Linked DNA regions of Mus musculus: regions 1, 3, 4, 5, 6 and 7 are each linked to region 2. Evidence: chromatin contacts called from public Hi-C, HiChIP or PLAC-seq, Micro-C and promoter capture Hi-C data. All regions are on one chromosome and are shown on one strand. Each heading gives the region's core, a stretch centred on a gene start, on an enhancer-like site or on the middle of the called end of the contact. The rest is flanking DNA. Distances are from core to core; before and after follow the strand shown.

What was found. Promoter capture Hi-C pulls out the DNA fragments that hold promoters and counts their contacts. Hi-C and Micro-C count contacts between places; a contact is called where the count stands out from the background. HiChIP or PLAC-seq counts read pairs in DNA pulled down with a chosen protein or histone mark.
Region 1: an H3K4me3 HiChIP or PLAC-seq map of stem cell-derived neural progenitor cells shows a contact between it and region 2, with 4 times the contacts expected there. The contact joins the enhancer-like site here to the promoter of Zfp768 in region 2. A contact is called at or near these places in 9 of 39 promoter capture datasets (the HPC-7 cell line, HPC-7-derived erythroid cells, cranial neural crest and 6 more), 1 of 484 Hi-C or Micro-C datasets (bone marrow-derived macrophages), 7 of 115 datasets of contacts at active chromatin or transcription factors (acute myeloid leukemia, bone marrow-derived macrophages, kidney and 2 more) and 1 of 9 other capture datasets (embryonic stem cells).
Region 3: a promoter capture Hi-C map of frontonasal cranial neural crest shows a contact between it and region 2. The contact joins the promoter of Stx1b here to the promoter of Zfp768 in region 2. A contact is called at or near these places in 5 of 39 promoter capture datasets (cranial neural crest, frontonasal cranial neural crest, hematopoietic stem and progenitor cells and 2 more).
Region 4: a contact with region 2 is called in a promoter capture Hi-C map of embryonic stem cells, with 3 times the contacts expected there. The contact joins the promoter of Hsd3b7 here to the promoter of Zfp768 in region 2. A contact is called at or near these places in 2 of 39 promoter capture datasets (embryonic stem cells and pre-B cells) and 2 of 115 datasets of contacts at active chromatin or transcription factors (bone marrow-derived macrophages and extraembryonic endoderm stem cells).
Region 5: a contact with region 2 is called in a Hi-C map of adipose-derived mesenchymal stem cells, with 5 times the contacts expected there. The contact joins the promoter of Doc2a here to the promoter of Zfp768 in region 2.
Region 6: a FOXA1 HiChIP or PLAC-seq map of pancreatic cancer cells shows a contact between it and region 2. The contact joins the promoter of Taok2 here to the promoter of Zfp768 in region 2. A contact is called at or near these places in 2 of 115 datasets of contacts at active chromatin or transcription factors (memory CD8 T cells and pancreatic cancer cells) and 3 of 9 other capture datasets (adipose tissue, liver and pancreatic islet).
Region 7: a Micro-C map of embryonic stem cells shows a contact between it and region 2, with 3 times the contacts expected there. The contact joins the promoter of Kctd13 here to the promoter of Zfp768 in region 2. A contact is called at or near these places in 2 of 39 promoter capture datasets (embryonic stem cells and liver) and 2 of 484 Hi-C or Micro-C datasets (embryonic stem cells and liver).

The regions. Positions count from the first base shown.
Region 1 is chr7:127,673,658-127,677,364 of GRCm38.p6, forward strand. It overlaps a transcript of Bcl7c not described here. Among named protein-coding and RNA genes, the nearest start is that of Gm39090, 16 kb to the right of the region's middle. Within about 2 kb of position 1,909, at least 60 of the 459 cell types and tissues checked have an H3K27ac peak or open chromatin away from gene starts, as enhancers often do. A contact at or near this core is called in hippocampal neurons, neural stem cells and stem cell-derived neural progenitor cells, where this site is marked.
Region 2 is chr7:127,343,550-127,347,513 of GRCm38.p6, forward strand. Zfp768 (zinc finger protein 768) reads right to left here and starts at 1,765. Exons shown (of 2, transcript NM_146202.1): 1 at 1,600-1,765; 2 at 1-1,326. The coding sequence starts at 1,687.
Region 3 is chr7:127,822,884-127,826,548 of GRCm38.p6, forward strand. It overlaps Stx1b (syntaxin 1B), which reads right to left and starts at 1,648. Exons shown (of 10, transcript NM_024414.2): 1 at 1,377-1,648. The coding sequence starts at 1,406.
Region 4 is chr7:127,798,710-127,802,596 of GRCm38.p6, forward strand. It overlaps Hsd3b7 (hydroxy-delta-5-steroid dehydrogenase, 3 beta- and steroid delta-isomerase 7), which reads left to right and starts at 1,900. Exons shown (of 7, transcript NM_133943.2): 1 at 1,900-2,005; 2 at 2,366-2,537; 3 at 2,752-2,907; 4 at 3,125-3,233; 5 at 3,305-3,404; 6 at 3,527-3,689. The coding sequence starts at 2,372. It overlaps Setd1a (SET domain containing 1A), which reads left to right. Exons shown (of 19, transcript NM_178029.3): 18 at 382-519; 19 at 597-1,413. The coding sequence ends at 770.
Region 5 is chr7:126,846,003-126,849,447 of GRCm38.p6, forward strand. It overlaps Doc2a (double C2, alpha), which reads left to right and starts at 1,551. Exons shown (of 11, transcript NM_010069.1): 1 at 1,551-2,030; 2 at 2,413-2,860; 3 at 3,218-3,297. The coding sequence starts at 2,584.
Region 6 is chr7:126,882,668-126,886,244 of GRCm38.p6, forward strand. Taok2 (TAO kinase 2) reads right to left here and starts at 2,300. Exons shown (of 16, transcript NM_001163775.2): 1 at 1,239-2,300. It overlaps Tmem219 (transmembrane protein 219), which reads right to left. Exons shown (of 6, transcript NM_026827.1): 6 at 3,552-3,577.
Region 7 is chr7:126,926,625-126,930,498 of GRCm38.p6, forward strand. Kctd13 (potassium channel tetramerisation domain containing 13) reads left to right here and starts at 2,255. Exons shown (of 6, transcript NM_172747.2): 1 at 2,255-2,674. The coding sequence starts at 2,431. It also overlaps a transcript of Tmem219 not described here.

The DNA.
Region 1 (3,707 bases), core at 659-3,158, 330 kb after region 2:
TCAAGTTCCAAGAGACCAAAGGTACCAGGCACATACATGAGAACAAAAAGTTCACATACATAAAATAAATGCATGTTTTTTAAGGGGGAAGGGCTGGAGATGTGGCTGAGCAGTTAAGAGCACTGGTGGTTCTTTTCGAGGTCCCGAGTTCCAACCCCAGCACCCACATGGTCACTCACAGCCATCTGTCACGAGTTCCAGGGAACCTAGCACCCCTGTCTCACCTCCCCAGGCATCAGACAGGACACTGGTGCATAGACACACATCCAGGCAAAACAGCCATACACATAAATTGAATTATAATTTTTTAAAACTCTGTCAAATTGGTGATACACATTCAATCCCAGCACAGGATGAGGCAGGAGGATCTCTGAGTCCAGGCTGGTCTACATAATGAGTTCCAGACTAGCCAGGGCTACATAGTGAGACCCTGTCTCATAAGTAAGTAAACAAACAAACAAATAAATAAATAAGAGTTCTTCCATTGGTGCTTGATAGAGGCAAGCACCATCGTCTGTATGGACACTGACTGAGTCTGCATTGGCCGCATCACAAGTGCAGGCACAGAGCAGCATGAATGGCAACTTGGGTTTGCCGCAGAGCCTTGCCATGCTCTGATCCCTGTAACTCCCCAGGTGATAGCCAGCATGTTCCTTCTGATGTAAAAATCGGCCTCAAACATCAAGTCTTGTTAAGGGGGACCAGATATATGAGGGCAGCCTGACATTCACCTTGAAGGACACATGTTTACACATGTTGTTGTTGTTTTGGTTTTTTTTCAAGACAGGGTTTGTCTGTGTAGCTCTGGCTGTCCTGGAACTCACTCTGTAGATCAGGCTGGCCTCGAACTCCGAAATCCACCCGCCTCTGCCTCCCAAATTCTGAGATTAAAGGCGTGCGCCACCACGCCCAGCTATGTTTACACATCTTAAACTACCTAATGTATAAAACTCCCCACTGGGGTACAAGCCCTGGAATTTTGGGAGCCACGGGAAAACGGATTCTTCCTTTGCAGCCAATGCCGCCGTGAAACCCTTCTTTTGATGGATATACTTTGCACGGAGAAAAGGCCAGGATCACACCAAACATCAAGAGCTGTACTGATTTGCTCCACACAGCAGCTGCCATGGGAGTCACTGCCTGATGGAGTGTGTGGCCGTATGTGATCATTCTCCAGGGTCCACATAACTGCTGTCTGCGCCAGACTGATGCATAGATGACCCTGAGCTTGCTTCTTTCAGATGGCCAGCAGTGCCATTAATCTGTGTTTTCCTCAGGGACATGGTCTTTCATGGGTCTTTCTAGAGAGAAGTCCCCAAGCCTTTCACGGTTCCCTCCCCTGCTCCCACATTGGCCTGAGGGTCTGTGGGACACAGGGCATCTGTATGGATTCAGTTTATTGTTTTTCCAAGCTCATCCTCTGGTTCCTTCTTTAAGATTGACCATGGCACATCTAGATGGTTCACAGAGCATCACATTAAGCTTCGCCAGTAGAGGGCGCTAGAGGCACAGTGTAAGAGGACGTGGCTGCTCGGCTTGCTTCTTCTGAGCTCTCATTTCTCTTGTCTTTCATCACAGCTCTGCTGAGCCAGTCCATGGATGGGGACATCCTGGAGGTCCTCTGCCTTAGATGGATGGATGTCTGAAACAAAGAGCCCTTGCAGGCCCTGTACCACACATCCTCTCCCAACATCCAAACTCCAGGCCATATCCTGCACTTGTGTGCACGGATTTCTGACACTTGGATATCTTTGCACACACACTACACCTTGACCTTGATGCAGCTTTCTTTAGAGATCTCTGGCACAGCAGTCTTTCTCCGGCACTTGGTCTCTATAGCAACTGTCCTACAGGCAATGGATGACGCAGCTTCTCGCAGTCTTGTTCTCTCACACTGCATGTGTACAGCCAGAGCGCCCGAGTCCTGTTCTGACATGTCCCTTCCAGCAGGGCTGGGAAAGACAGGCAGGCATTCCCAAAGCAGATCACATGGGCAATGCCAGCCTAGTTTCGCTAGAGTCCCCGTAAAGCTCTCCAGTGCTTCACCTGACTCTGCTGATGCGACAGGCTCTTAGGACACCCCACTGCTGAAGCACACCAGTGACTAACCTGTCATGTTCCTTCAAATGAAGTCTGGATCTTAGCCCGGGAAGAGGACTCCTCTCTAACATTCAGCATCAAGGACAGTGGCCAGTCCTGATATCTATAGCTTCTGTATCCTCTGGAATTCTTTTTAGCTCCTACATTCAGTCATTTATCAATAATTCTTTTTCGTTTGAGACAAGGTCTCACTGTCATAACCCAGATCGGCCTTCAACTTTTGGTCTTCCTGCCTCAGCCTTCCAAGGACCGAGATTACAACTGTGGGCCAGGATACCCCCAAATAATTCTGTACGCTAAACTTCCCTGGTGTGGTTCTGCTTTCTGATTGGACTGTGACTGTTCTAACTGGTACTGGGAATGACCGCAAGAAACAGACCTGAAAAGAAGAGGTAGGGGATTGGTCTGGTGGAGCTTGGGCCCGAGCACAGTGCTGAACTCATTGCTAGTAGAAGATATGGTGCGGGTAGACCAAGGAATCTCAGCTGCTTAAGCTGTGACCTACATGACCTTGAAGTCCTAGCTGGAGTGCATGCCTTGGGACCCCAGTCATTGCTACCCTTAACTTGGAAGGCAGATTCTCAACCGTGAGTGATGACAGAGAGCGATTATAACAAGCCCGGGTCTGTTAGCTCTCAGTCATACCGCAACCTAAAGTCAAACAAAATTTACTTGAGCAGTTTGCTGAATTACGATGACAGCGAAATTCAGACTAAGAGATTTATCACGGAGCAATAATAATAATGACAATTTCACTTGGTTAAATGCCTGAAAAGTAGACAGACACTCATTCTTCTCAACCGCAAACTGCCAGACACGGTGGGGGTGGGGCGTGCTTAGACTCCCAGCATTCAGGAGGCAAGAGGCTGAGGCAGGAGGATGGTAAGTTGGAAGACAGTTTGTACTATGTCGTGAGAAATTTTCTAAAACAAAGCAAACAAAAACATCCAAACTACTATGCTGCAGCTAGGCCTTTACCCAGAGTCAAATCTCATTCTGGAGAGGCCCTGCAGGTGCAGATGCACTGTGGTCCAGGAGGAACAACTCCAGCCTGGAAGAGTGTCGGCGCATTGACAGTGTGGTAGCACAAGCCCAGGGGGGTATAAAAAGGGAATCCTATTTTTGCCTGAGATTGTATTGATTGTTAGCTTTCAGACCAGGTCTTGCTGCGCTGTCCAAGCTGGCCTTGAACTTGAAATCCTTCTGCACCTTCTGATATGTTGAGATGTAGGGGCTGTTCCGCCAGGCTCAGATTTGCAAAGGTGTATTAAAGGTAGTAACACTCTGGTTTTGAATTCACAGAGATCCTCCTGGCTCTGCCTCCCAAGTTCTAAGACTAAAGATGTGCAACACCACACCTAACTGCTTTCTCTCCCTTTTAAACAGTAACCTGCCTTATTGAAAATGCACTGACTGGGGCTGGAAAGGGGCACAGCAGGCAGAGGCACTGGCTGCTCTTCCAGAGAACAAGATTCATTCCCAGCACCTGCTCGTAAACTGTAGCTCCAATCCCAGGGACCCACGCCCCCTGCTGGCCTCTACGGTCACTGCACTCATGTGTACACAGTCAAGACAGGCAGGCACAACACCCGTGCATCTAACACACA
Region 2 (3,964 bases), core at 515-3,014:
GAACTGAGCTCTGGCCGAAGCGCTTGCCGCACTCTGGGCACTTGAAGGGCTTTTCACGGGCGTGGCTGCGGGCGTGGGGGATAAGTGCTGACCGTTGGGAGAAGCTTTTGCCACAGATGCCACAGCTGAAAGGCCGTTGCCCAGTGTGCACCCTTTGGTGACTGCGCAGGGACGAGTTCTGGCTATAGCACTTGCCACACTCGGGGCAGCTGTAGGGCCTCTCGTGGCTGTGGGTGCGCTGGTGTCGCAGGAGGTAGGAGCTGTCGCCAAAGGCCTTCCCACAGTGTGGACATTTGTAGGGCTTCTGGCCAGAGTGGGTACGCTGGTGGCGGAGTAGGTAAGAGCTATCAGCGAAGGCCTTGCCGCACCTGGGACACTTGTAGGGCCGCTCGCCTGTATGCGTGCGCTGGTGTTTGATGAGGTCAGAGCTCTGGGAAAAGGCCTTGCTGCAAACCTCACATTTGTAAGGCTTCTCGCCGGTATGGATGCGCTGGTGCTGGATCAGGGTCGAGCCTCGTCCAAAGCTCTTCCCGCAGATGCCACAGATGTTAGGTCGAGGGCCTTGCCCACCCCTGGCCCGGCCACCCCTACGGCCTGGCCCACGCAGGGTTCCTGTCAGATTCAGTGGATTCTGGAGCATCTCAAACTGGGGTGCAGCCAGCAGAGCCCCCGAAGGCATGTCAAATGGAGGCAGCGCTCCTGTGGGCTGCTCCCCAAACCCTTGAGTAAAGGAATCCAGGGGGTGGACTCCTAGGGAGATGCTCAAGGGATTCTTTTCCTCGGGGCTCAGAGGCATCTCTGCACCTTCCTGGAATTTGGAACTTTGAGTTTCAAACTCAGGGCTATGGGTTTTGAACTCAGAATTCTGAACGCCATCTCCAGAGTTCTGCGGTTCATACCCGGGGCTCTGAGATTCATACCCTGGACTTTGAGATTCAAATTCGGGGCTCTTTGAACCGTACCCAGGGCTTTTGGGTTCATACCTAGGACTCCCAGGTTCACAGCCAGGGCTCCTGGGATGGCAGCCAGGGCTTCGGGGCTCATACTTAGGACTCTGGGATTCAAACTCCGGGCTCTGAGGATCTGATTCAGGACTTCTGGGTGCAAACTCAGGGCTTGGGGGCACAAACCCAGGGCTTCGGGATTCAAACCCTGGGCTTTCAGGCTCAAACCTGGGGCTCTGGGATTCAAATTCTGGGCTTTGTGGCTCAAACTCTGGGCTTTGGGGTTCAAGCCCAAAAGGTATTTCTTCAACTTCATAGTCCCCATTGCCTTCTCGCTGAGAAATTTCCCCTTCTTCATTCTCACTTGTGTTGCCTGCAGGATCTGAGAATTACAGAAAATCCAGATTGAATGGGGGTCTGGAAGGTCATTGGGTCCATTAATTGTCCCAAAATTCTCTTCCCACTCCCCAAGCAGGGTCATTGGCCCCTACAAGTGAGGTGACAAAATGTACCACCTCCCCTCTAAAGACCCGGGGCACTCAGTCTCCACCCTCCACCCCACTTCCAAGTGTTTAAGATTCCGGCCTTATTTCCCTCCCGCAGGCCACAGCCCAGTTTTCTGGCACACTCCTAAGAGGCGCGGTCCTTCCCTCACCTTTGAGAGACCCTTCGGGGCTGCCCACTGCGTTGGGACTGTGCACATCCCGGGACTCCAGGCCCCACGACGACGCCTCCCGCTCCATCCCTGCCAGTTCCCAGTGCGGCGGCGGTGGCGATGGCGGACGATCCTACGACCCAGTTCGAGTGCCTGGAGCCCCGAGCCCTCGCCACCCGCGCGTTCAGAGCCTCCGAGGAGACCGGGCGGCCTGGCTTCGGCCGCGAAGGCCGGACGTCTTGACCCTGGGCCTCTCCGGCCCCGCCCCTGTCCGCTGCCCCGCCCCCCTCCCAAGGTCCCCGATTGTCTCGTGGCCCTCACCGGCCCCCGCGCGTCGTGGCCTCGGAGGTGAGGGGCGAGGCGACTCCTCCGGCCGTCCCCCAGCCACAACTCCCAGCCCGAGACCCTCTAGTCTCGGCCCCTAGCCCCGGCCGGGCTACTGCGCCCCTGCCCCCTCCCCCCGCACAGGAAGTGTCCGTCCCTGGCCAGTTCCCCCCGCTGGCTCGCGCCGCGGCCTCTCTAGGAGCGGCTGGAGGTGGAAACTCGTTGGCATTAACCCTGGACTGGATCTCCCGGGCCTCGGGGGGTGGGGGCGACCCGACGCCCCGGAGCCGGCGGGAAGGGCAACAGCAGTTTGTGTGTCTGTATCGCGGGTCTCGGCCTAACCGGGGACCTGTCTGCAGGTTTCTCCGACCATGTGCTGGCTACTGAGTGTGGCCAAGGGCGAAGCGGCAAGTGAGACCAAGGTCAGCGAGAAGGAGCGACGCTTCCCGGCGCCAGCGGGGGAGGCGGCTAGCTCCTCGCCTCAGCCTCGGGGCACTCGGACTGGCACCGGGAACGCGGACGGACGCCCGTTTGACCGCACAACCAGGCTCTGGAGCCCAGAGCCTGCTAGCCCGCCGAGCTACGACAGTGACACCCGCGCCCACTCCCCCCTCCCTCGCCCTCCCCTCCCCCTCCGCGATGCGGGCTCGTTGCCAGAGAAACAGCTCCGCCTCCGCGCCGCGAGGCACCGCCCACTCCTCCCAGGATTGGTTGTTGGGGCCGGCTGTCTCTGCTTCACCGTGGTCCCGGGGTCACCGTGGGTCCGGGCCGTGTAGAGCAGAGGGCGTTCAGGCCATTCTAACAGGATGCCCGGAATGCCTGCGGGAGTGAGAGAGGGAGGCGCCGGGCGTCTCCTCGCGAGCTCGGCCTGCGCTTTGTAAACTTTCCCCTGAGCCGTTTGTCCTGTATTAGGAAGAATGGAAGCCTAGGGCTCTTAGGGTAGACACCCTTCCTCCTCTGCTTTTCTCCCTTCTCGTTTCTTCTGCTCTCAGGTTTTACAGGTGCTGAGGGGCCACTCCAGAGATACTAACATAGGACGACCTTTAATTTCTTCCCTTTCCAAATCTTGTGTTTGATTCCTCGTTTCTTGATTTTCTCACAAGCGTGCGGGACAGTTCGGAGAGTGACACTGAAGAGTTCCAGAAGGGAAGGGGGAGGGGGAAGGGGAGAGAAGAGAAGAGAAGAGAAGAGAAGAAAAGAGAGGAGAAAAGAGAGAAGAGAAGAAGAGAAGAGAAGAGAAGAGAAGAGAAGAGAAGAGAAGAGAAGAGAAGAGAAGAGAAGAGAAAGAAGAGAAGAGAAAGAAGGAAGGTGGGCCAAACAGGCCCTTTTATAGCAAGCCAGACCTACCTGGCTGTTGCTAGGTAACTGTTGGGCGGAGCGTAGAAGGAATACCTGCAGATAGCCCTGGCCCCGCCCAGTCTGCGGGCCCTGTTCAGCCTTTCTCCCTGTCTCCCTGTGCTCTGCACTCTTCCAGATGGCTTTGGCTGTTCTCTCTCTCCTATCGACAATTAGAAATAAGATAAAGACTTTCCCCTAACTCTCGCATGGAACAGTCGTGTCGTCAGTATCATCTAATCTAATCTAATCTAATCTAATCATTTTCTACTCTTCTACTGAAGCAAGTTTGGTAGTCTTGACAGCTAACGAGCCAATTCGCTGCGCTCAGCTTCCTGCATACTATAATCAAGGGTTTTCACAGCCAGCAAGTTTGAAGATTCTGAAGACTCTGCTAAGCCTTTTGGGTGTCAGATGTCCAGATCTAGTAGTGATGTGTCTGTCCAGGAATGGTCTCTCTTTACCTCAGACTGGCCTTGACTTCTCTATGAACTGAGGATCCTCTTGTCCCCGTCTCCAGAGGACTGGGACTATATGTATGTGACACCATGCTCGGCCTTGTGAGTATGAGGCAAAGACTCCATCAACTGAGCTACACCCCTAGCTGCCTCCTCCTCTTTCTCTCCTCCTCCTCCTCTTCCTCCTCTCCCCTCCCTTTTCCCTCCCCCTCTCCCGCCCTCTCCCCCTCCTCTTCCTCATCTTTCTG
Region 3 (3,665 bases), core at 398-2,897, 480 kb after region 2:
ACAGTTGCCATTGCTACTATGGTTTTCCTCACGCAGTAAATACTCCTTCACATCTCCTCCCTCACAGTCAGCTCCTTCATTCTCCCCACTTCCTCTCCAAAGAGCCACTGTGTTCCTTCCCCGTATGGCCTGTGAACCAGGGTCCCCAACTCCAGGCCCAACCTTTGGAGGCTTCCAACAACACTCTAAAACTTGTGTTTCAAAGGCCGGAGGGTGTAGTCCCATGGTCAACTCGGCAGCCTGGAGGCCCCTGAGCCATTTGACCTGTACCACACACATACTTGCTTGATGACCTTGGGCCAGTCCCTTCCCATCCCTGAACCTCAGTTTCCCAATCTGTCACGTAGAGTAACAATCCCTTGGAATTCTGACATATCCCAATCCAGAGGCCACTGTCACACAGCAAACTGGAACCTCAAGCTCCTTGGGCTCATGTCATTCTTAAAATGTCTCGGCACCCTCCCTGCCCAAAACCATTCTCAGCAGGCGAGCACAGTCCCTCCAAAGAGCAGCCTCCCCTGCAGCCCCCCACCTTTCCTCCTCCAGCTCTGCTGGCCAACCGCCTGGAGCCTGGCCCCTGGCTTCCAGCAGCCTGCCCCTGGCTGCTCCCATGCTCCAGTTCCCCCAAGCACTGTGTGGCCTATGTCACACAACCCAATTCTGTGACCTGGTGGATGGATCTTTCTCTCCTCTCTCACCTTTGGGGTCACCTAAGCTGAGGCTCTGGCCCAGGGGAACTCAGTCACACACACACACACACACACACACACACACACTCCCCCTCTGAGCAGTGCCCTCTCCCCACGGAGCAACATACCAGTGCGCGTGCGCGTGGACACACACACACACACACACACACACACACCACCACCACCACCACCACCACCACCACCACCAGTACCACCACACACTTCATTCACTGCCAGGTGCTGGCATCTAGTTCCAACCTGTGTCCTCCATAGCATCCCAAATCTGGGTCCTCCTGGACCCGGCCTGGCCAGCAACCACCCCCTCCATCCGCCTAATTTGACAAGCCTGCTCTAGGGGATGATGGTGTCCCCCAATCCTCTCTTGACATTCACTTTCTCCCACCCCCAGGTTAGATTCTAGGGTCCTCCCGGGCATTTGGGCTGCCCAGGCCCCTGAGACCTCTCCTGCCCCCTTGTGTCTTAATGGCCTCCAACTCCTTCCAGCCACTGTCCTCCAATTGCAGGTTCACTGGAGATACCAGGTGCCAGGAGATGTGAGGGCTCCTGGCTTCCAACCTCTAGTCTCATCATTTGCTCCCCATGTCTCAGAACCTCCCCCACTCCATCCCCCAAGCGCTCCCCAAATACAGGGTCCCGCCTCCCCACCTCTCCCACCCCTTAGCTCACACTCCGCAGCTCCTGAGTCCGATCCTTCATCCTGCGACGGGCTCCTCCTCCCCTTCTTCGTCCTCCCGCCTCCGCTGCTGCTCTCTGCCTCTTGCCTCTGTCCTGGAGGCCGGGGTCTGGGGGCACCGGGCTAGACCTCCGAGGGATGTGCGGATAAGGTGCGCGGCGGGGGGGCGGGGAGCTAAGGCCAGGCAGAGACAGGGGCCTGGGCCGACTGGGCTCTGCCTAGGCTGCGGTGGCGATGCGGCTGCGGCACAGGGTTGGATGGAGGGATGCGGGAGCCGAGGCGCGGGGGAGGGGGGCGGAGGGAGGTGAGGAGGAAGGGAGGGAGGGGGAGCGGAGGGGGCGGGGAGCAGGGGGCATGCGCAGCGCCCCGGGCTGGGGGCGCCTGGGGGTTGTAGTCCGGGGAGGGGCACCCAAGGGAGGGGCACTGGGGAGGCCCAGAAGTTGGGAGGGGGGAGCCCAAGAAGCTCGGAGAGATGCAGAGGCAGGGATAGAGATGCTGGGTAAACTGCAGTTGGGGTGGACCGTCAGAGAAGGTCTAAGGCAATGAACTAAGGGACTAACCTGAGAGGAGCGGAGTGTCTGTGAGCCTACGCAGGACTTCCTTTTATCCTGTCCCTTCGGCTCTGCGGAAGAGTCTTTTGGGCATTAGAAATAACAAACCTGACCCTGTATGTGGCTATTGCTTGCTGAGAAGGACATGGGGCTTGTTCTGTACATCCTTTGTCACCCTACCTGAGAGTGCCCTGGCACTGGTGGATCTCAGCTTGTCAACCCCCAAGAACAGAGTGGTCACTACCTGCTGAGACTTTTGGTCTGGGATTTTGGATGACTGTGTTAAAAATGATATTTATCTTGGCCTAGAGTGAATCTCAGTGGTATATGCTTGCCTGCAAGGCCCTGGGTTCCATCCCCCAAGCCGGGGGTTGGGGTGAGGATGGGGATGCAGAAGGAAGGAAGATGTCTGCTGGGAGTAGAATCTTTGGTGGTGGTGGGGGTGTAGAATCTTGAATCTGGTGCTGCAGAAGGTCCAGAGAGCCTGCCACCCTCTGCTCTCCCTCCTTCCATCCTATCCTTAAATATTACTTCAGTTCTTCTTCTCATGGCAGTGGGGTTTGGACTCCCAGTTGGGTGGGCTTCCACCCTGCTTTTGCCAAATACCCAGTAACTACCTTAAGACACCATTCATCTGTGTCATGGCAGGCAGGGCCTACCGTCTGTGACCTTCAACAGTTCCTACAGCCAAGACAAGACTCTCTTCTTGTCTCCTCACCTCGCCTGCCCCCGCCCCCCACGTCCCACGCCCTTAACCTCTGAGTTCTGCCTCCCCCCTCCCTCCAGTTCTTCCTCTGATCTGTGACCCTCAGTCAGGGCTCCTGGGAGCTAAGTTATCTTCTTCCTTTTTAATCCCTCTGACTTTACGTACACGTGTATGTAGGTGTGCTCACTTGTACATGTGCACACATGTAGGTCAAAGGTCAGTGTTGGGTGGCTTCTGTCATTCCCCACCTTACTTGTAGTTTTTGTTTGTTTGTGTTGTTTGTTTTTTCGAGACAGGGTTTCTCTGTATAGCCCTGGCTGACCTCGAACTCAGAAATCCACCTCCCTCTGCCTCCCAAGTGCTGAGATTAAAGGTGTGCACCACCACGCCCTGCTTACTTGTAGTTTTTGTTTTAGAGACAGGCTCTTGCACTGAACCCAACCTTACACCATTTTTGATCTACTGGTTGAGCTGGGACCTTCCTGTTTCTGTGCCTCTGGGGCCTGCAGGCTTACAGGGGTATAGAGGTGTGCTCTTGTACACAGCTTCTGTGTGGATGCTGGAGATCTGACTCAGGTACACTTCACCCACTGAGCCTAGGTTCTCATCTTGGCCTACTGTACCTTCCTGCATCTTCATGCCTGTAGTACCCACTCACCTATACCTGTAAACCAGGGAATCTCAGAGAAAGGCACTGCTATAAGCCAGAGCCAAGAACACAGAGAAAAACCATGCTGGCAGAGCTTACCTATAGCGAGTATGGCCAGGACTCTGGTGTGGAGACCCCAGGGATAGTGGCCCAGAAGTGTTTCTTCCTGTTCTCATCCATGATGGCATCTCTACCTACCCAGCCACTCAGTGGAGCAGAACCTGTCCCTGTCTCCCTCCCCTCCCCACAGCGCTGCTGCTGTGTTCTGCGTATCCACCATGTCTTCCTCCCTACATGGTAACTCATCAGCCTCCTAGCCACTACTGCTACCCCAAGTGTGCAGATCAGCAAGCTGCGGGTTCAAAGGGTTAAGTAG
Region 4 (3,887 bases), core at 650-3,149, 460 kb after region 2:
GCCCCTTGCAGCACAAGGCCTTTGTCCTGGCACAGACCATCTGCCATCTGCTCTCACCAGCTGCCCAGTAGGTGCCTGTGTATGAAGGCTAGTCCTAGGAAAGGCTTCAATTCAAGGCATGGCCACTGTCATTTCGGAAGCTGCCCCGGGCCCACAGCATGTTATGGACTCCATCCACTATGGCCACACAGGTTCTCAGAAGAGCCAGTGCTGGTTTCCCCAGAGTCCCCTTCTGCTGACTTTGGATCAGAATGGGTGGGAGCAGGTACACTCAGATGCCGACCCAGTCAACATGGGCCCAGGAACTGGTGGCTTGGCCAGAGGGGAGCAAGTCTAGTCCATGCAGTGGCTGAAGTCTTAGGGCGTGTCTTACTCTCACAGATGGTAGCGGACATGCGGGAAAAGCGCTACGTGCAGGAGGGCATTGGCAGCAGCTACCTTTTCCGGGTGGATCACGACACCATCATTGATGCCACCAAGTGTGGCAACCTCGCCAGGTTCATCAACCACTGCTGCACGGTGCGCTCAGGGCTGGGCCGGGGCTGGGCTGGGCAGGGGTGAGGTGGGGCTGTGGCTTACACTCCCACCTCCTGCAGCCCAACTGCTATGCGAAGGTGATCACCATTGAGTCTCAGAAAAAGATTGTCATCTACTCGAAGCAGCCCATCGGCGTGGATGAGGAGATCACCTACGACTACAAGTTCCCACTAGAAGACAACAAGATTCCGTGTCTGTGCGGCACTGAAAGTTGCCGTGGCTCCCTCAACTGAGGTGGGGCAGGACCGGTGCCCTCACCCCTATTTATTCCCCCTTGGTGCCCTAAGCTCCCAGCACCCCAGCCTTATTGGGCTCAGCAGGGCCCACTGCCCCCACCTTCACGTGGGATAGGGAGCACTGAGGCCAACAAGGGAGCCTCAGTCCTTTGAGGCATCTGCTGCCTCCCCTATGCCCCATGCCCAAACACCCTCTTAATTTTTTTTTCTTTGCGAAGAAGAAGCTGTAAATGTTTTGTAGCTGCCAGCAGCTGTTTCCTGTGGAAACCTGGGGTACCAGCCTGTATAGATGCTATTCTTGGGGGCTGCATAGCCCTTTGCTTCATGTTAATGGGGACTTCCCCTTCTGCCCTATGTGCACCCCGCCCCAGTTTAGGGGTCTCTGGGGCAGTGGCCATGTTCTCCCCCTGGGGGGGCCTTTGGCCCCTAGTCCTGGGAACTCTGTGCCTGGAACCCTGCCTCATCTGTTCCTGCCAGACCCTGTGGGTCACCCTCCCACCCTGGTGTCTCAGGGCTCTGGCTCAGTGGGCCAGGATGGTGGGGGGCAGGCCCTTCTTGTTGGGCTGGATTGTACATAATGTTAATAGTGAAACCCAACACCACATTTTTATAATTGTGATTAAACTTTATTGTACAAAAATGCTTGGTCAGTATCTTTGGGAAGAGCAGACTGGGATGCAAGTTGCCACAGTGGGTGAAGCAGGAGAGAGGGGGAATGGGTGGCTTTGAGTTTGGGGTGAATCAACCTGCAGACCGCAGTGCTGCTTTGGACCAACCACCTAGATACAACAAACATGCCAGATCTGTCTCACTATGGATGCTAGCCAGAATTATGTCAAGATCAGGTTTACCCTGCTCTCCCTCCCAGAACCATAGCTGGTGCTGGGCCTTCAGCCTACTGGGAGACCCAGCAGGAGGGACAAACATATCAGTGATGGGGGCATCCCTTCCCTACCCTATTATCCTGAAATACACTACCAAATGGGCAGGTTCTGTCCTTTGCCTGCCACTGAAGAGTGGACTGGCCACCAGGGGGCACTCTGGCAAGAAAATTCCCTCCAAACCCCCTTGCCCGCCCCTAGGGGTGGAGGCTAGGCTGGTCTCCTTCCTGGAATGGGTCAGGAGGGAGGAGCGAGCGGAAGGAAGGAAGCCTATGTACATCTAGCTGGTCCACCAGTCCAGGACACAACCTCCTCCAGTGGCCAGTTTGTGCGCCCTGGGACTTACTACAGGTAGGCAGAGCTGATACTGAGGCCCAGCTGGCCTGCCTTTTAGCCTGCGCCCTTCCAACCTCCCTATTCAACTCCTTGCTTTCTCTGCCTGTCCTTTAGTAATCTAGTCTTTTTTTTTTTTTTTTTTTTTCCCCCCACCCGCCTCAATCCCTCCCATTCTGCATCCAATTCTAGTGACTCAGCAGTTAGGGTCAGAGGGCAGGGAGCCTTAGTGCTACAGGCACAGAAAACTGCAACCCACCCCTGCTACTCAGCCTCTCCACCCACACTGCTCCCACCTAATGATCCCTTCTATGAAGAACACATGGTTGGAGCAGGTGCTACCAGGCAATTCTAGTGAGCTAAATTCTCTTCCCACAGCTGGGCATGGCAGACTCTGCACAGGTGCCAACACTGGTATACCTGGTCACAGGTGGCTGCGGCTTCCTGGGGGAACATATTGTTCGGATGCTGCTGGAACGGGAGCCCAGGCTCCGGGAGCTGCGTGTCTTTGACCTGCACCTGAGTTCTTGGCTGGAGGAGCTGAAAGCAGGTGACTGGAGTGGGGCAGTAGCAGGAGGTAGGGAGGCCCCATCCCTTCCCAGACTGGGATACCTCAGCTTATGGAAAAGATGATTCCTGTTTGTTCTCCACCAGACAGAGGGGCCGGGTGAGTCATTGGTTCATGTGGCTTCCAGGGTGTGGACAGGCCAAACTCAGCAGCTGGCTAAGGCCCCAGCTCTGACACTGCCTCGGGTCTCCACCAGGGCCTGTGCAGGTGACTGCCATCCAGGGGGATGTGACTCAGGCCCATGAGGTGGCAGCAGCCATGTCTGGATCACATGTGGTCATCCATACAGCTGGGTTGGTGGATGTGTTTGGGAAGGCCAGTCCAAAGACCATCCACAAAGTCAACGTGCAGGGTGAGCTGCTACCTACCTGTTGGCCCCTAGTGTGTGGCCTGCCTCTGACCAGTGATTTTTATGGGAGGGCCTGTCCTTTTTGATAACCTTGTCCATTTACTGCTGTCGAACCCTGTCCTGACCTGATGCGGTTCTCCTTGGACACTGGGGGGGGGGGGGGGGCAGAAGGAGTGAGAGGCGGGAAGACACAGCTTGCGTCTGTCCCTTTCCTCCATAGGCACACAGAATGTGATTGATGCTTGTGTGCAGACTGGCACTCAGTACCTGGTCTACACGAGCAGCATGGAAGTGGTGGGGCCTAACATCAAGGGCCACCCCTTCTACAGGTGAGCTCAGCCCCACTTAATCTTAGAGCCCATTTCCCTCCAGCACTCAGTCTTCTTTCTCCCCTCTCCAGGGGCAATGAAGATACCCCATATGAGGCAGTCCACAGCCATCCCTACCCATGCAGTAAAGCCCTTGCTGAGCAGCTGGTCCTCGAGGCCAATGGAAGGAAGGTACACTGCAAAGATGGGACTTGAGCTGCAGGGGCAGAGCCTGAGTCCCAGGCTTCTTTGCATCCATCTCCAGCCCACGGTGGAGAGGGTGGGTACACTTCAAAATTCCCCTCTGCCACCAGGTCAATGGAGGGCTACCCCTGGTGACATGTGCCCTTCGACCCACGGGCATTTATGGTGAAGGTCATCAGGTCATGAGAGACTTCTACTACCAGGGACTGCGCTTTGGAGGTCGTCTATTTCGGGCCGTCCCAGCTTCTGTGGAGCACGGTCGGGTCTATGTTGGTAAGGACAGGGACAGCAGGGCTCGAGGAGTGGCTCTGATGGTGGCAGAGTCACGCGTGTACGCCTGGCTCCACGCGAGCTCAGGCAGACAGTGGCATGTGGGCATTTTCTGCATGAGTTGAAAAACGGGGAAAGCATCCAAGCAGTTGGGAGGGCTGACATAAGAACATGGCGTAGGTTATGATGAGCAACAGGAGC
Region 5 (3,445 bases), core at 301-2,800, 500 kb before region 2:
AGGACTCGGGAGGCAGAGACAGGTGGATCTGAGTTCGAGGTCAGCCTGGTCTAAAAGCACGGTGAGTTCCAGAACAACCAGGACTATACTGAGATACCCTATCTCAAAAAAAAAAAAAGTTGTAGGTAAGAATCTTGAACTATTATTGTGTATATTGCTGGGTATATTGCTAGGATAAGGTCGGAGCTGGAGTTCCAAAGAGCATGTGTATTTGTGATCCAGTGTCAGACCAGTTGCACCAGCAGTGCCATTAACTCATTTAATTAGTAAGTTAAGAGTGCTGAGACTTGAATTTTGCCCATTTCATAGGTGACTGGTATTGTGTTATATAATGTGACTTTATAGTATTCTTTTAAAAAAGTTTTAAAATACAAACATGTAAAATTTACATGTAACGACTACCATGTTATCTTTTCTTTTTCTTTCTTTCTTTTTTTTTTCCAGAGACAGTTTCTCTGTGTAGCCCTGGCTGTTCTGGAACTCACTCTGTAGACCAGGCTGGTATCGAACTCAGAGATCCGCCTGCTTCTGCCTCCCGAGTTCTGGGATTAAAATTGTGTGCCACTATGCCCAGCCCATGTTATCTTTTTTATTTGGTGTTAGGGATCATACACTGTACCAGGGGCCGCAGGCCTGGACAATGTTCAAGTGTACAGTTAGTCAGTATTAAGCATAGTCACATGTTGGGCAGAAGAATTTCTCTGTTGAGTCCCAATATTTAGTGAGGCTGACTTAGTGTCAGGCCGGTCCGAGATGAATCAGCCCCTGTTCTCTGCCGCAACTCCCCGGCTGTAAACAGGGAGATTTAAACTGTCATCAGAGCTGAGTCTAAGGGTTATGGATAGAGGAATATAGAGAGATATAAGTGTGTGTGTGTGTGTGTGTGTGTGTGTGTGTGTGTGTGAGTGTGTGTGTGTGCACTCCAGAAGACTGCTAGGATCAGGTGACTGTAATGACCCGGAAGGCAGTTTTCAGGAGCAAAGGATCCTAGAGGTGGCGGCAATGCTCTGAAACTGAAGGTTACTTGCCAGCTGTGGCCAGGGGATTCTTGGCTTGAAGGGCCTCTCTGAGGATTTGGTCTTTCCAGGAGGTAAGTTCAGGACGCAAGAAAATCAAAGGTTAGGGTTGAAGCCTCCTGTTAGCACACAGCCTGTAATCCCAGTGAGGTAGGAGAGTCAGGAGTTCAAGGCCAACCCAAGCTTCCCATCTGGCTAATGCCCATTAAGATATTTAAAAAACAAGACAGAAGGCTAGTGGCGAGAGGCAGGAGGCAGTTCGTGGTAACTGAAGGTTCGAGGGACAGAACTGGAGATGACAGAGGGTGGTGGGAGATGTGGGTCTGATAAAGAGACCTAGGTTCTAAGGGCTGAGTTGAATCACAAGATGGAAGGAGGGATGGGAAAGCCAGTCTTCTTCCGAATGTGGTTCCCCAGAGCGGCAGGAGCAGGTCTCTCCTCTTTCGCCGGCGGGTCCCTAGGTCACTGCGGATCTCTAAGCCACACCCACGGACACCCAGGGGTAGGACAGCTGCCCTTTCCTTTCCCCTCTGGTGCTTTCTAGGATGGGGGTGTGAGTGGAAACCAGCGTCGCTATGGCAACCAGGCCGGGTGGTCGGGCCCTGGAGCCCTGGGAGCCAGCGAAGGCGAGAGGCGGGGCAGCGGGAGGCGCCAGGGCTGCGCGGCGGGGCGGGGGCCTGGGTCTCCCGGGAGGAGCTGGGGAACACCGGGCGCCTCTCGCGGAGGTGCACGCCAAGTTCTCGGGTGAGTGTGCACGCGTGTGAGCTGGCCCAAGGCTCACGGGCGGGCGTGAGCACGAGCACACGTGTCGAGTGTGCACTCGCGTGCGTTCTGGGGCCCGTGTCTGGCCCTCTGCGCCCCGCGCCCCTCCCGGCCGCCCGCAGCAGCTCCCGCCACTCCCGCCCCGCGCCGCTTCTCGCTCGGTCCTCGCCCGCCGCGCCGCAGTCGCCGCCGCCGCCCAGCCTGCGCCCACGGGCCGCCCGTGCCGGGCACCTGTTGGAGGCTCAGGGACAGGTGCGGGGGCTGGACTGGCCAGGGGAGCGCGGGTGAGGGTGAGAGGCGGAGAAAACGAGGCAGGGGGTCCCTACCTTGGGAGAACGGATGACCCGGGTTAGGGATAGGCAGGCAGGCAGGCAGGCAGGCAGAAGCTTGGGCTGAGTGAAGAGAAGCCTAGAGGGGTGGGTGACACCCTGGCCAGCCCCGCGCCTGGTGCAGAAGATGGCCAGAGCTTCAGAGCAAGCAGCAAAGGAGGGAAGCTGTGGGGTCCCTGGAGGACTTGAGGGGATGGGGACAGAGGGAGAGCCCAGGATGAGAGGAAAACCCTGGAAAGGTGACAGAGGGACAATGTGCAGGTAGTGAGCAGGGTTAAGGGGGAGTCACGACCTGTCTGCTTTAGGACTGATCTGGCAACCCACCCAGCCCTTTGTGAAGCCAGGCCTCCTGCCTGCCCACCAGCCAGCGCAGATCATCTTTTCCCTCGACACCCAGGAAGGGAGGGCAGTGAGGTTCCTACAGACCCCAGCCGGCCACTCCAGCTCTACACCCGTCTCCCAGTCAGAGGTGCTGCATGAGGGGCCGCAGGGGCGATCGCATGACCATCAACATCCAGGAGCACATGGCCATCAACGTGTGCCCTGGACCCATCAGGCCCATCCGCCAGATCTCCGACTACTTCCCTCGCAGGGGGCCAGGACCAGAGGGTGGCGGCGGCGGCGGTGGCACGGGCTGCGGGGAAGCCCCAGCTCATCTGGCCCCTCTGGCTCTGGCCCCCCCTGCGGCTCTCCTTGGGGCCACTACACCCGACGATGGAGCTGAGGTAGACAGCTACGACTCGGATGATACCAGTGAGTCTGGGGGCTCAGTGAGCTTGTGGGAGAGAGCAGCCTCCTGAATGTGTGCGTGGAGGATGGGGAGGAGGGAGGGCAGTCCCGCCACCACAGCTGCAGTCTGGGTGCAGATTACAGCTTCAGCAAGGCTCAATATTCAATATTTCTGCTGAGACACTCCACCACCCACACAGACAGTTGCGGCCGAGCCAGGGACCTAGACGCAGGCATGCACATGGCTGCTCAGCCTCCTGCACATACACTGGCAGGCCAGCAGAGATGTGGACACATCCTTTTAGCCACCAGGTCTCACACCTTGACCTGGACCAAAGACTCATACTACCTTCTCTCTCTCTCCTTGCCCTTTTTCTGCAGCCGCCCTGGGCACACTGGAATTTGACCTTCTCTATGATCAGGCTTCCTGCATGCTGCACTGTAGAATCCTCAGGGCCAAGGTGTGTATCCCTCCTTCCTAGGCTGTCACCCTTGGGGAGAGGTTCCATCTTCCCCCCAATCAGAGGTACTCCTTCCTGCTCCTTCTGCATCTCTGGAACTGTACTCTGTGGGGAATCTAGTCCTGCAGGAGGCGGGAGAAAGGCTTGG
Region 6 (3,577 bases), core at 1,050-3,549, 460 kb before region 2:
ATCCCGCTACAGGAGATCTCACTCATACTCAGAGCACTTTGTAGACACCAAACAAATGGCTTTTCCTTCTCTGATTCCAGAGTTGCCAGAGGCTTTACTCCTGGGAGCGAGGGGGCACAGAGAGGGGCTCATTCTAACTCAACAGCTAAGAAAAGGCTAAAGCCATCACTTTTTAGAAGAGAGAACTATCTCTGGAACACGGGCCAAAGTGTGGGATCAGAGTAAAAATGAAGGTCACGTTAGAAAAACACCCATGAGGAAGAGCACAAAGCAGAGCTTCCTCTCAGGAAAAGCTCCTTCTGGAGAGGAAGATCATTACACCCCCAATTTCTAAACCTCACCCTGATACATTCCCCCGCGGGTCCCTCATCAAGCCCAGGCTCAGAAGAAGTGGGTATCCAGTCAGGGACAAGACTTGAGTTAAAATCCTGAATCTGTCACTCAGTGACCTTGAACAACTTTGCTGAGCATCAATGTTTTCAACTGTAAAATGGGAAGACAATAATAAGAGTTCCCACAGGTTGAGTAGGAGTATGTAGTATGGAAAAAAATGTATGCAAAAGCGCTCTGTAAAGGATAGGTCACTTGACAAATATATGAGATTATTTACACCATCTCAGCAAGAGACAGGGCTGGAGGAAATATTACCCCCTCACACACACACACACACACACACACACCTTTGCAAGGACAAAAACTCCAACTAAACCAAGCCAGAAAAAAATATAAGTTCCCAGTGTGGTGGCTTGCACCTGTAGTCAAAACTGTAAAGAGGTTAAAGACTGGACTCCAGGGCCAGATCGACCACCCAGGGCTACAGAAAGGCTGTCTCAATCTAAATAAATAAATAAGCCAGTCCACCTACATGGGAATCAACACCCTAGAGCAGTCTTGGGGAAAAAAAAAAAAAAAGAGTATAATAAAATCATGAAGAGGTGGTTGTGAGGGCAAAATTAATAAAGACTAGAAAGGTGGAAAGCCATTTGATTGGCTAAGCATCCTAGGGCGTGACCCTTGGTGACAAGACAGGCCCTGTCACCTGAGAGTACCCCTTCAACCAGACACAATGAAGGCAAGAGAAAGGGAGAAGAGGTAGCAACAGAAGCAGACTGGGCTGGCCAGAGACTGACCATGGGCCCAACAGGAATCCCTATCCTGAGGAGAGGGCCTACCCAGCCCCAGCTTCTCGGCATGGAGCTGACCAGAGGGGCTCATGCCCATACACCCATGTCTCTCACCTGGTAGGGGTCACTATGGTGCCCCAGCGCCTCCGCTTCCGCCTGGGGTACTCCAGTTGCTCTGACAAGCAGGGAGAGGGGCAAGGAGACCTTCCCCCTCGCCACCTCTTCCTCAGCTTTCGCCCTTCCTGAGGGGCGGGCCCGGGAAGCCTCCCCTGGAGGGGAGGGGGTGACAACCTGATCTGACCTCGCGGTCCAGTCCTCCCCCAACTCGAGGGCGACAGTTGCTGAATCCCGGATTTCCGATTGTGGGGTCTGAGCCCCGTATATTTGCAAGGGCTAAAAATGAGTCCGATATCTGATCGCTTGGAGGATGAACCCCGGATATTGGTGCACACAGGGTCCTGAATCCCAGGTATTTTAAATTCTATAAAACAGAGACCCAGGTTTGTAAAGGTTGGGACTTTGGGTCCCAGATATCTGATATACGAGGGTTTGATACCTGGGTATCTGAGAAACAAGGGACCAAGCCCCAAAATTTGGGACCCAGGGGCCTGAGCCCCAGGTCTTCGGCCACGACAAGGGGCCCACCCCGAGGACGCCCGGCTGCACGGCCCCTCTAAGGCTGGGGTCCGAGAGTGACAGCCCCTACTCCAGCCCTGGCCTACTCCCTTTCCCGTCCTCTCTCTCCGGAACAGCTGAAGGACTGTAGCGGAGGCGCTGCTGATGGTCCCTGTGCCTCACTCCCTTTCCTTTTCGTCTCAGCTTCTCACCGCACCACAGCCCTGCTCTCGTCCCGGCCTCCCTCTCTCTCCCTCTCTCTCTTCCTCCCAATTCCAAGATGGAGACCGGGCGGGAGCGCGCAGGCGCGGTATGCACGCCGGGCCAAAGGGGTGGGGCCCCAAAGGAAATAGCCCCGCCCCTCGCCAGTAGCCGCCGCGGCCCAGACGACAAGCTGCCTTCGAGCCCAAGTGCGCGCGCGCCCCGCCACGCGGATCCTTGGTGGGAAGAGGAGAGGAGAAAGGCTTGGCTTGCTTGGGGTGGAGCCCAAGCGCGCGGTCCAAGGACTGCTGGTGGAGAGAGCTGTGGCGCATGCGCCCGCCACGCTTTCGCGCTGCGACTGAGCCTGTTGCTAGGGGAAGCTCTGAGGGGGTGCTCTAGGAAGGAAAGCTGTGGTCTGCGCCTGCGTGCAGGGTAAAGGCTGAAAGGAGTAAAGCAAGGCTGCTGGCAGCTGGGCGCCGGAAAGGCGGGAAACCGGACCATTATTATGTTCACAAGTATCTAAACTAAACCTGAGCTCCCAAGTGCGAGAACGATGTGCCAAAGTTCGGAAAACCCAATGGGTCAAATCCCTACTGGAAAATTGAGGTCCAGTAGGATTGTATAACTTGCCAAAACGCATTAAGCATTTCATACACAGAACATCAATTTAAGTTCATGGAAGAAAACAAATGACAAAGTAGCACAGTTGTGTTCACAGTGTGTCTAAAGAGTATATAGTGCTAGATTAATGCTTACAATTCCAGCACTCAGCAAGCTGAGGCTGAGGCAGGAGGATACCAGTTCTGCAGGGTATGTAACCTAATGGAGTTCCAGTATCAAAAACAAAAAACAAACAGACACACAAACAAACAAAGAACAAAAAACCACAAATATTTTCCAAAGCAAATCCACCAACACGGCCACAGTTTTAAGTGACCTATGCCAACTTGTATTTCAAACTAAGGTCAACAAGGGTAACAAGACGCTAATCATCAGGAAACTAGAGAGGGTGACATCCAAAGATTTTGAGTTCCAGGCCAGGGGGCCCAGGCTTTTCATCCCAGCAACTTGAGAGGTAGAGGCAGGCAGATCTCTGAATTTGAAGCCAGCTAGGGCTCTATAGTGAGACGTGACAAAACAAGGCTGGGGAGCCTGTTCAGTGGTAGAGTGCTTGCCTGCCTAGTGTAGGCGAGGCTCTACATTCAACCCACAGTGCCACAAAATTGGACAGGAGCAAAATGACTAAGTATGTGCTTGCTGAGAAAAGGCTGGTAACCTGTGTTCTATCCCCTGAACCCATGCAAGGGTTGAGGAAGAGAGCACAACTGCTCTGGGACCCCCATGCACGGGCCATGGCATGAGCACACCCAATAAGAAAGAAAAGCCCCCATGGAGTGGTGGCATGTGCCTTTCATCCCAGCACTTAGGAGGCAAAGGCAGGAGGATCTCTGAGTTCTAGGCCAGCTTGGTCTGCAAAGTAAGTTCCAGAACAGCCAGGGATACATAGAGAAACTGTCTCGAAAAACAAAACAAAAAAATTCTTTTACGTCAACAAGGAAAAGTCCCCAGTATTTACTTTAATCCAATCCCCAGTAAGTACCTTACACAATAGTAGTCAAAAGCCATTTATTTTCCCA
Region 7 (3,874 bases), core at 1,005-3,504, 420 kb before region 2:
GGGCTAACTCCCTGTGTAAAGCACAGGGGTCTCAGACCTTCAGCAGCCTGCAGAGTCAAGAAGGCAGTTCAACTCAACAGGACCCCAGTAGCCAGTGTTGGTTCAAATTTGGAAAGTCTGACCCCCAACTAGTTTATTTTATCCATATTTAAGCACATCACAACTTGGTGAAAACTTATTCTGGTAATAATTAACTCGAATTTGAGTTAAAAACAAAACAAAACAAAACAAAAAACATACCAAAATCTCTTTGAGGAACAAAGAAAACTAAATACAGGTCAGATGTAACTCCATCAAAACTCTGTAAATTACATAAAGATAGCTTTTAAAGACTGTCTGGGGCTGGTGAGATGGCTCAGTGGGTAAGAGCACCCGACTGCTCTTCCGAAGGTCAGGAGTTCAAATCCCAGCAACCACATGGTGGCTCACAACCATCCGTAACGAGATCTGACTCCTTCTTCTGGAGTGTCTGAAGACAGCTACAGTGTACTTACATATAATAAATAAATACATCTTAAAAAAAAAAAAGACTGTCTGTGGAAGACAAATTTACAACTCTCTTTAGGTGCTGGAAGTCTCTTGCCAAACAGAGAGCCAAGGTCACCAGGTTAGTTAACGGCTGGTTCCAGCCTTCTGCAAGGTATAGCATTTCTTCCCTTGAAGGAACAACTTTCTGTGCTTAACATTACAGATTCCCCAAGTGTTTATCTGTGAGTGCAAGGACCCCTCCCCCATGCCTCCTACAGTAAAGAATTAGCATTTGTAGGAGAGAGTTATATTCGGTCATTTTGTGTTCAGATATGATTATGGAATATGCTTCTTATCCACCAGAGTGTGAATTTGCCTGAAATTGGTGTTTTGTAAAACTGAGCTGACCAAGCCACTGCCACAGCCTCGCTATGGGTGCTAGGCCAGTCCTGGCAACAGCAAGGCTTCAGGGAGGAGAGCAAGTTCCAGTCAAGAATTACCTTCTCACTGCTCCACCTGGTAGGGAGAGCAGGCTTGGCAATCCCTCTTGGCAGAACACAAGTTTCTTCAGTGCCGGACACATTTCTTGATAACATCTTCTAACAGCCACTTTGCTTCTCCACACTGCTACCTCTCCAGAGCCAACACTAGATTTGTACCCCTGACTGAGCAGCAAAAGAACCAACCAGACCCAGAGAGAGGAGCTTTGCCCAGATCTTCCAGTCAGCTGGTGACAGAGTTGGAGAAGAGAAACTGGAACTCTCTCCCGACACAGGGGTTTTCTATGTAGACTAGGGTTGGACTTGAACTCAGAGAGCCACCTGCTTCTGTCTCCTGAGTGCTGGGATTAAAGGTGTGAGCCAACACTGCCTGGTTTGACTTTGCTTAAACATCCAAGACAAAACCCCTTCCAGACGTTAGGGCAGGCTGTTAAATACCTCAGCTATCACCTCTTGTTCACAATGCCCTATACCTTCTTCTCTTTTGGGGTTCCTTGGAAGGTCTCATGACAGCTGGGATTCTAAGACCTTCACTAGCTTGTCCAGTCTTATTCTTGTAATCGCCACGTTCCTGCCTAATGGTTCTCCTTTTGCTTTGAGATAGGTAAGACTGTATAGGCCAGGATCCCCTGGAGCTCATAATCTCTCTGCCTCAGCCTCCAGGGCTAAAATTAGTTATATGTAATTCAGGTCTCTATCCTTTTCCCTTCAGGGAACTCTTTGCACCCGCCTTCTAACCTGTGAGTCCCCTGGAAACCCTATGGCCTCATTGGAGAACTTTCTTTTTTCTTTTTTTTTTTTTTTTTTTTGTTTTGGTTTTTGGTTTTTTCGAGACAGGGTTCCTCTGTTTAGCCCTGGCTGTCCTGGAACTCACTTTGTAGACCAGGCTGGCCTCGAACTCAGAAATCTGCCTGCCTCTGCCTCCCGAGTGCTGGGATTAGAGGTGTGTGCCACCACGCGCGGTGAACTTTCATTTTGTTGACGGTTCTTCTAACAGTCTGTCAAGTGCACTGAGCTGGGCTAGGAAAACTATACTCAACCTTCAGCCTCTGCGCTTGTTTCTTTTTACGCGAATGAAGCGCTGCTGAAATCGTCACGGGTTGCGGTATTCTCCATCCACATGAACAAGGGGGCAAAGGATCCTTTAGACGTTTTCTCAGAACACCACACCCCCCAACCCGCAGGCTGGACTGCAACGGCGCCACCGACTGCGCACGCCCCGGTTCTTGGCTCCGCCCCCGAGACGCGGCCCTCGGCCTGGCCGCGCCTGCGCAGCTCCGCGCGCCGGCTTCCGGGTGGAGAGAGCGCGCGATGGGGCGGCTGGTGGACGTCGCGGAGTAGCTGTGGAGAGTGGGCGTGTGCGCCGAGCGGCCGGGCGCCGGCGCTGGAGTCGCGGGATCTCAGGGAACCGGACCGGGGCGCAGAGAGGGCCTCCGACTGCCACCCGCGTCCGCTCACTGGCATGTCGGCCGAGGCCTCGGGCCCGGCGCCGGCTGCGGCCGAATGCTTGGAGTCCCCTAGCCCCTCGAGTGTGGAGCCTGGCTCCCCCTCGTACAGTCTGAAGCCCCTCACCCCGAACAGCAAGTATGTGAAGCTGAACGTGGGCGGCTCGCTGCATTACACCACGCTGCGCACCCTCACGGGGCAGGACACCATGCTCAAGGCCATGTTCAGCGGCCGCGTTGAAGTGCTCACAGACGCGGGAGGTATGCGTGCCGCCGGTACACGTGCTGCCCTCCAGCTCCCAGTTCATTCCAGGCTCCCTAGTCCCATCTTATCTTTTCCTAATTCAGAATCTCTCTCTTTCCCCAATCCTTTACTTCCAGCAGTAACATCTGCCAAGCGCTCCATTGCCGATTATCTGCTCTTCTTCCCTTAGTTCAAACAGCCAAGGAACCAGGTCTACTGCAAGCAGTACCCCTCAAACAACCTTTATCACTTACTTCCCACTGCCCAGCCTTTTGTTTGCCTCTCTGCGGTAGAACCGCCCCAGGTAGCCTCGAGAACGGAAAGATTTGGTCTGTCTCTAATACAAGTGCCCAGTGCCCGCACTCTAGGAATCATCCATGAATGCGAAGTGAAGGGCGCAGCTTTTCTTGACAGGTGAACCTTAACCTTCTCGGGAGTGTTGCCTTAAATTTGGGACTCACTTATTGTAGAATAGCTTTAAGGGGAAGGGCTTAACATAGATAAAAGCAAACACTTAGGAGGTGAAGTTCGGCTTTCAAATACCGAAGATGAAAATTCACTTATTTGATTAGTATTGTGATGCGTCAGTTACTGCTAGAGAAAGTTTGGTAAAGGGAAATGATGAATCTTGGGGAGTTAGCCCCACACCCCGCAGGGAGTTGGGGAGGGCATGGAGTAGGAATGACCAGTAAGCAAGAAAATCTCATGTAATCACAGTAATTCTTGGTATTCCAAGTAATGTTACTACTTCATCGTTGTGAACCGGAGGATTGAAGTGGGCATTTTTCATTAAATTAGATGGTTAAAATGAATACAAGGGGTTACATTTATTGATAAGGTAATTTGGTAAGAATCTCCCCCATGGTGAGCTGGGCCTGGTGCCTCCTGCCTATACTGCTAACACTCAGTTTGGGTTACATAATGAGATCCTGACTTTAAAACAACGTTCCCACGGTGAGAGCCTTCTGACTGCCCAGCAGATTTGGGAGGGATCTGTTCCGTGGCAGGTGTGTGTATGATACACTGGAGATGTTTGAAACAGTTTTTGAACATGGCAGAGGTCTGAAACAGGTAAGTATTAGGTTTTCTTGTTGTCGTTCTTGTTGCCTCCCTGTCCCCACAGGGTTTTTTTCATGTCACCTTGGCTGCTGGAACTCACTCTGTAGACCACCAGGCTGGCCGCAAACTCAAGAGATCCACCTGCCTCTGCCTTCCAG